2 separate regions of the Rattus norvegicus genome follow, and region 2 is linked to region 1. A link is a contact called in public Hi-C data. All regions are on one chromosome and are shown on one strand. Each heading gives the region's core, a stretch centred on a gene start, on an enhancer-like site or on the middle of the called end of the contact. The rest is flanking DNA. Distances are from core to core; before and after follow the strand shown.

What was found. Hi-C and Micro-C count contacts between places; a contact is called where the count stands out from the background.
Region 2: a Hi-C map of the A7r5 cell line shows a contact between it and region 1, with 5 times the contacts expected there. The contact joins two enhancer-like sites. A contact is called at or near these places in 3 of 12 Hi-C or Micro-C datasets (the A7r5 cell line, the Rat2 cell line and psoas muscle).

What each region holds. Positions count from the first base shown.
Region 1 is chr2:126,114,176-126,117,716 of GRCr8, reverse strand. No RefSeq gene overlaps it. Among named protein-coding and RNA genes, the nearest start is that of Pgrmc2, 100 kb to the right of the region's middle. Within about 2 kb of position 1,751, at least 11 of the 93 cell types and tissues checked have an H3K27ac peak or open chromatin away from gene starts, as enhancers often do. A contact at or near this core is called in the A7r5 cell line, where this site is marked.
Region 2 is chr2:126,261,675-126,265,215 of GRCr8, reverse strand. No RefSeq gene overlaps it. Among named protein-coding and RNA genes, the nearest start is that of Jade1, 210 kb to the left of the region's middle. Within about 2 kb of position 1,810, at least 11 of the 93 cell types and tissues checked have an H3K27ac peak or open chromatin away from gene starts, as enhancers often do. A contact at or near this core is called in the A7r5 cell line, where this site is marked.

The DNA.
Region 1 (3,541 bases), core at 502-3,001:
ACAGACATGGTGAAGTCCCCATCTTAGAGCGAAGGAAGCTGGAGAGGACGGCGGGAGAGAAGGGCAAGAGTGAAGTTCTGTAACCTTTGCTTTGATGGCTTCCTCCAGATCCCACAGACTGAACATGCTTGGAGGTAACGCTATGCCCCAGATTCTCTTCCACCTCATATTAATCAGCTCTCATTTCCTAGAAGACGGAGATTTATTAACACATGAAGGTCCTGCAGCCCCTCCGAAGAGGAATTGTCTTTGTCAGCTCACTTCATAAATCTTGTCTGACATGGAATCAGTGGATGGGAGTGAGAAAGAAACCCAGGGAGGCGTGAGAAAGCAGACAGAGTCTAATCACAGAGCCTGGTGGCCTACCTCACTAAGCAGGGAATGGGGGTGGGGGATGAGTCTGGTTGGCAGCAAAAGAGTTGGGAAATGGTGAGTGAAAGGGAAGAAACATCATTTTATGATGTATGACTGGCAAAGAATAAATCCCCCTTTAATGCACTTTGAGAAACTCATATAGGTTGAAATAACTTTGGGGTTATTTTTGTTCTAGGCTGGGCTCGTCTACAAGGCATTCTCTGCAGTGATTGGACAATTCGAGCTGTCAGTGTGTTTAGAATTATACCTACCACTAGCTAAGGCAATGACACCTTTCCAGCTTGGGAAACCTGTCTATTGATGTGAACCACTTTACCACACCCTTCTAATATAATCCACAAGAGCCAACTCAGATTCGCAGAGGGTAATTACACTCATTTACAAGGACTCCATAAAACTAACTCGCATGTTATGAGCTTACTATTCCCCAGACATAGTGAAAAAATGCTTTAAATCTGGGTGTTCACATACTTAGTAACAAACGCATTTTTATCTCACTCTGTCTCACTTCAGAAAGATTAAGATCTGTAGAATAATAACACACAGTAGCATCATGGAAAACGAGAGGCGGTTTCTGAAATGGCAGGCATGTAAACAGAGTCGCACATGTGGTCAAAAACATCTTCCAGTGACGTGCACAGTCGATGCTGACGGACCACACGTTTGGCTCTGGGCTTCCTAGCAGCTGCTTTAAAGAAGAGAAAACAGTCACTTGTGTAAATCACCAGGTCCATGAGGTGAAAGTGCAGGAGAGAAAAATGACTGCTTTCCGGTACGATGGGCAAATGAAGAGAGGACACAGGAATAACGAAAGCAGCATTCTATAACAGTTCCAAGAGCAAGCCTCACGTGCTATGACTTAGAGTGACTGACATTGACAGCAGGTCTGCTTATAACCTGTACAGGGATATTACTGTCCAGTTTGATCAATGAGGTGTTTGAGGTTCAGAGTGTTAGCTGGCTTGCCCATACACATCAGTGAGGCTCACACTGGGATTTATGCAGCACCACCTGACCCAGGAGGCTGAAACTCTCTGCATTTCTCATGCAGTGCCAACACACATAATGTGAGGAATCTTCCCCACCCCCATCCACAGTTACTCTCCTCGGCCTTTGTATATATACACATTTCCCCTTCAAAACCTTGGACAATGGGACTCTGAGGGAACAAAATTATAAGCCTTTGTTATAAGAGAAAATACCCCCTTAACTTTGGGGTGCCCTCTGTTCTAGCACCCATGTAGTCTCAGTGTTGGTTAAAGCAGAACAGGAGCTGGTAAGTTCCAGCCTGCAGAAACAGCTGCCCCTGTGGGTGGTGCCAAGAGCCCCTGGTCTTCCCAGCTGGTCTCCCACAACTGGCAGGTGATGTCATCTCTGGCAGGAAAGTGTGCTCATGGGAAGAGGAATGGAAAGGCAGGGTGGGAGGGCAGACTAGGTCACACTAAAGGGACTAAGTGGCAAACCCAAGGATCAGGGATTCGTTTCTCATAGTCAGCAGCCCATAGCTAGGGCACCAAGCCAAGGAGGCCCACCCGTGGGGCAGGAACAGCTAGCTAGGAGCACAGAGCCTTCCAAGGATGCGTTTGCACCCCCATGCCAGACCTCTTGAATAAGGATCCCAGGTCAGGCTGACCTCAGAGGCAGAAAACTAAAACCTGAGTCAAGATCAGTTCTTCACACTCCGTAGTATTTATTAAGACCTCTTAAATATCAGACTCCAAGCTAGCCACAGATGACAGGGATATACACAGACAAGATCTGGTACTTAAGCGCGCAGTTCACCAGAGGAGACAGAAGTGAAGAAATATACACAGAAACACACGTAAATTTACTGACATTTCCCCTTGCCCAGAACCCAAGCTGTCTGCCGCAGCTGCATCCTCTGAATCCCCCAGCTCCTGAGAAACTCAGTGCTAGCCATCAAAAGGAGTCGTGTTTAGTAAGGCAGAACCCGAAAGGAGGAAAGCGCCCTCTGGTGGCCCTCTGAGTAGTGGCAACTGCAAGAGCCCCAGTTCTGCATATGGGGGAAGGTGGCTCCAGGTTGGTGGCCAAAGCAATTGCTCTCAGAGTAGCCAGGAGCGGAGAGGATTCTGCTCTGCTTGAAGTGTCAAGTCAATTTCATTCTTCCTTGGGTCTTTTGGTTTGGGGGTCATGTGTCTGAACAGTTGTCACCATTCTCGTCTGTGCTATCACGTGACAGGTTCTACATCCAGGCTTTGCTAAGTTCCTGTAACTCTAGCACACGGAAGACGCAGCGGAGAAACACTCAGCACACATATGTCTGTGAAGCAAACGAGCTACACTATCCCAACCAGCCCAGCTGTGCCCGCTTTTTTATTTTTTTATTTTTTGTAGGATCTTGGGAGCAGGACAAATAATCACACTCCCGACGTCTCTGAAGCCTCTGAAAATAAACTAGTTCTTAAAATATTTAAATATAATCTATGTCCTTCCTAAGAGCCTCTGTGAAAATAATATTCATAAGGGGTAAACTTTGTGCTTGGAGCTAAGCCTGGTATGGCTTAATTTGCAATAGAATAACATGTAAATTTATGATAATAAACTATATTATTTAAATGAAATTATAAAAATAAGAGAAGCTCACTCATATTCAGTTTTCATGAATGCTGACACCTCTTGAAGAACATGGCAGCATGATTTGTATTCTGGCCTGGGTTGGAGCGTGATCCACGGGAATCCGGGAATGTTGGCTGGAAGCGTGGACACAAGAAGCCCAGGCAAATCCCCTCGTGGTATATTTAGCATTTCCGGCACATCTTGACCCAAGAAACCATGAAAGAATCCACTCGGTACAGGCACCTGTGTGAGGGGGCTGATAAAATCACTCAACAGCAGTTCTCTCAGAGGCTGTGAGGGCTGCAGTGTGGATCGAGAGGAAGCAGAAAGGGAGTGAGTTTGAGGGTATGATGGGGGATCGAGTAGAAGAAAGCACAAGGAAGAGCATCAAGAACTGTTTGCCGTGGCTGCTTAATGTATGCGAATGTAAACAGACCCGCCAGTAGTGTCCAGAGGAAGCTTTCATTTTGAGACGTGTTGATTCTGCCTCTAACTGAAGCTTGTGAAATTCTCTCCTGAATGAAGAAATGGCAGGGACCATGAAGCACAACTGCCAACGATTTAGTACATCTGAGTTGGAAGACAGCAG
Region 2 (3,541 bases), core at 561-3,060, 150 kb before region 1:
TGCTCTGGCAGTGGGTCTGAGTGGGGTTCCCAGCACCAGTGTCAGGGTACACGCAACAGCCCTCGACTGATCCAGGGGATCTGACGCCCTCTTCTGGTATTTCACACTCCTCTTCTCCTGAAGTACTCTTTGAAGATTGAGTATCATGAGTGGCAATGTGGCTGCCCGGAGAGATGAGGCTTAAGACTGCCCCCAACTCCTGGTCTTGGCGTTTAGTTAGTTGTAAGATTTAGACAAGTCAACTAATCTCTTGGACCTCGTTTGTAAAACCATAAAGCCAATAATGCACCTCACACAGGTCGTTAAGAGGACTAGGCTACGTTATTATCTCAAGGCAAGCGTTTCCACAGGAACGGTGCAATCAGAAGGTGTAACAACAGAAGGCAGAGGAGCCAACCCCCCTGGAGATTGGAAAGAATTAAACATTAAACTTAAGACACTCATCATGGATATTAACATTATTACAGTTGCTTAATATTTAATTCTTAGTGTTCTGTAGGGGACCAGACTCTGTGGAGAATGTAAATTTAGGCATCTATGGGCTTCTTGGGTCTCAAAATAAAATGCATACATAGCAAAAACTTCTCACAGACGTGATAGGAGAGCCATTTCCTACAATGGTCTCAGAATGCACTTTCTAACAATATGGACCCTTTCAAAGCGGCCAACAGGGAGCTTCTGTGCTGCTTGACTCCTTTGGGAGTGATGGAAGCATGTTGTGGTAAAGGTTAGTGTGTAGGTCGTGCTGTCTGAGCTGAGCTTTTCTGCTCTAAAGGATGTACTATTGGCAAGGCCAAAAAGCTAGAGTACTGGGAAATTCATCAAAGCTACCCAAGGCAGCCCAGAAACTCCTTAGTTCTTTCAATCGATATTGTGTAGCACAAAAATCTTAGTTAAGGTTTCTCTTGCTATGATAAAACACCATGACCAAAAGCAACTTGGAGGAAAGAAAAGGTTCATTTGGCTTACACTTCCATTACACTTCTATAATTGAGGTAAAGTCAGGGTAGGAAGTCAAGGCAGGAACCTGGAAGCAGGAACCGATGCAGAGGCTGTGGAAGAACTCTGCTTACTGCTTGCTCAGCCTGCCTTCTTATAAACCACAAGACCACATGCCCGGACCCCCCCCCCCCACGCTGGGCCCTCCTAGAATGCCCCAAATGCTCGCCTAAGGGCCAATCTTCTGGAAGAATTTTCTCACGTGCAGTTCTTTTTAATCTGATAGCTCTGGCTTCTGCAAGGTTAAAAAAGGGAAACAAACAAGCAAGCAAGCAAACAACAACAATAACAAACCCACAACCACCACCAGAACAATTGACAACAGAAACCCAGGATAGCCTGTGTTTGGGATATTTTTTTTCCCGTTGAGTTCTCTGTTTTTAGTCTGCTTTTGAGTACTGTCACTGTTAGAGGCTAGGTATCAAAAAGTGTCAAACCCAGGCCAGCCGGCTTGGGGGCTTGTTTGGGAGGAAGGACTATACATCTCACTTTGCATTTATTTTGCTCCCAGCAGGTTTTTCTGTGCTCACATCTCACACAGTGTATGTTTAATTTAGTGAATTGATTGGGCTGCATTGGCAAACACTGCTGAGATGCTAAGAAGGAAAGTCACACTAGAAAAAAGCCTTTCAAGAGCACAGGCAGCTCTTCAAACACTGCTCTTCCTGTTTTTCCAGACGGAAAACAGTGGTGAACAGTGTAGCTAAAATACACATCACTAAAAGTTGGATGGCCACTTCTAACCACTGCAAGAGGCAGCTGCGGGTCCCACATTCTTCAGGGCGTGCCAGCAGAGAGTGAGCATGCTCCGCCCGTCTAGTCATCCAAATTGGACCTGGCGAGCCTGCATCCAGAGGCTGCCACTTGGTTTACACCCTGACTCATCCCTCCTGGAGGATTCCTCTCCTTTTAGCAGGAAAATGGGAGCCAAGAGAACAGCTGGGGCAGGAGGTGATCCCGATGGGAACCAGCTTACGAAAGCCCTGGAGAAGAATGATCGATCTAGTGACTCCCAACCCACGGAGTGATGCTCACATACGGGATGCGATGCTCTCAGACCGGATGTGAGACGCGATGTGGGTCCACAGAGACCTACCTGCTTTACTTAACGTTACTCACAGTGGCCACAGGGGGAGAATCCACAGGCCTGCTGCCCAAGGAACTTCTGAGCTCACAGGCTGTGTCTCCAGTCAACTCCAGCTCAGGTACTTCTCTATGACTTCAACTGTGTCCCAGATGAATTCTCCCCTCTCTTTCACAATTATAAAATTAAAAAAAAGATGTCTTTCTCTTCATTGTCAATATTTCTCCGTGTTTTGCTGACTGCTTATAGCAGCTCACTGCATTCATTTAATAGTCTGTTTCTAACAAAACTGTGAATATATATATATATGCCTTTTAAACTATGAAACACATAAAACTCATTTTATGTATAAAATGCATTGCCTATTGTAATTGATGCATTAATCAGAATTGTGCATATTTTCTTAATGTAACCGTTTATAATCTCAAAAACTATCCAATGGCTATCAGTCAAATAACTATCAGAGCTTTTGTTAATATATGAAAAAATGATAACCTCATTACGTTCCTTGTTAGCTTTTTTAATGAGACTGAATTAATATATAGCTTTGCTTGTAAATTCATCACTTATTATAAACAGATACATGATTGAATTTCCAAAATATTTTGTACAGGGAAAGCACTCAGCCAGTCCTTGGCCTACAGCTTCCATGAAGATTTTCACTATCTCAGAAATGATGACTATAGAGTGACTATAAATAGTGTTAGGCTTAAATACAGTAGTTAAACATTTTCTGCTTAGTTCTTTTTGCTCAGGTTTACAATTTAGTGAAAGAACTGCGACAAACCCTCTGCTGGAAAGACTTTTACCAGGAAACGTCCTCTATTCTGTCAGAAAGGAACAATTAGTCAAAAGCCTTGTAGTTCACTCGCTTCTTAAGAGACTTCTGTGTAATCTGGCCCTGTCTGTAAGTGTCTGAGATCAGCTAAATCCTGTGGCACATTGTTTGATGGCCCCAGGCAGAAAGCCACAGCATCCCTCTAGTAATGTCGACTGACCTTTTGACATTCAAATAGCAGCAGCCTTGAGGATATTTTTCCCCTCTCTGTATCCCTGGAAAACTAAAGACATAAGGCTTGAGGTGAGAAATACTTAAAGACTTTTATACAACAAGTGGATCATTTATTTCGTAACATTGTTTCAAGTACCAATCATGAGCATAGTCCCATGCCAATTTTAGGAAACATACATGAAGCATTCAGTCATGTCCTCAAGGATACATGACATGTTCCGACATACCCCTGACATATGACAAGATGCTACAAGGCGGAGTGGAAGGCAGGAAATAGCACAAGAAACATGTAGACAAGAGGCAAATACTTGAGGCAAGTGCTAGTTGGCTTAACTTGTATGTGCGTGTGTGTGTGTGTGTGCGTGTGTGTGTGTGTGCGTGTGTGTGTGTGTGTGTGTGTGTGTGTGTGTGCCTGTGTACCACAAAGTGTGCAGTCGTAGCATAAC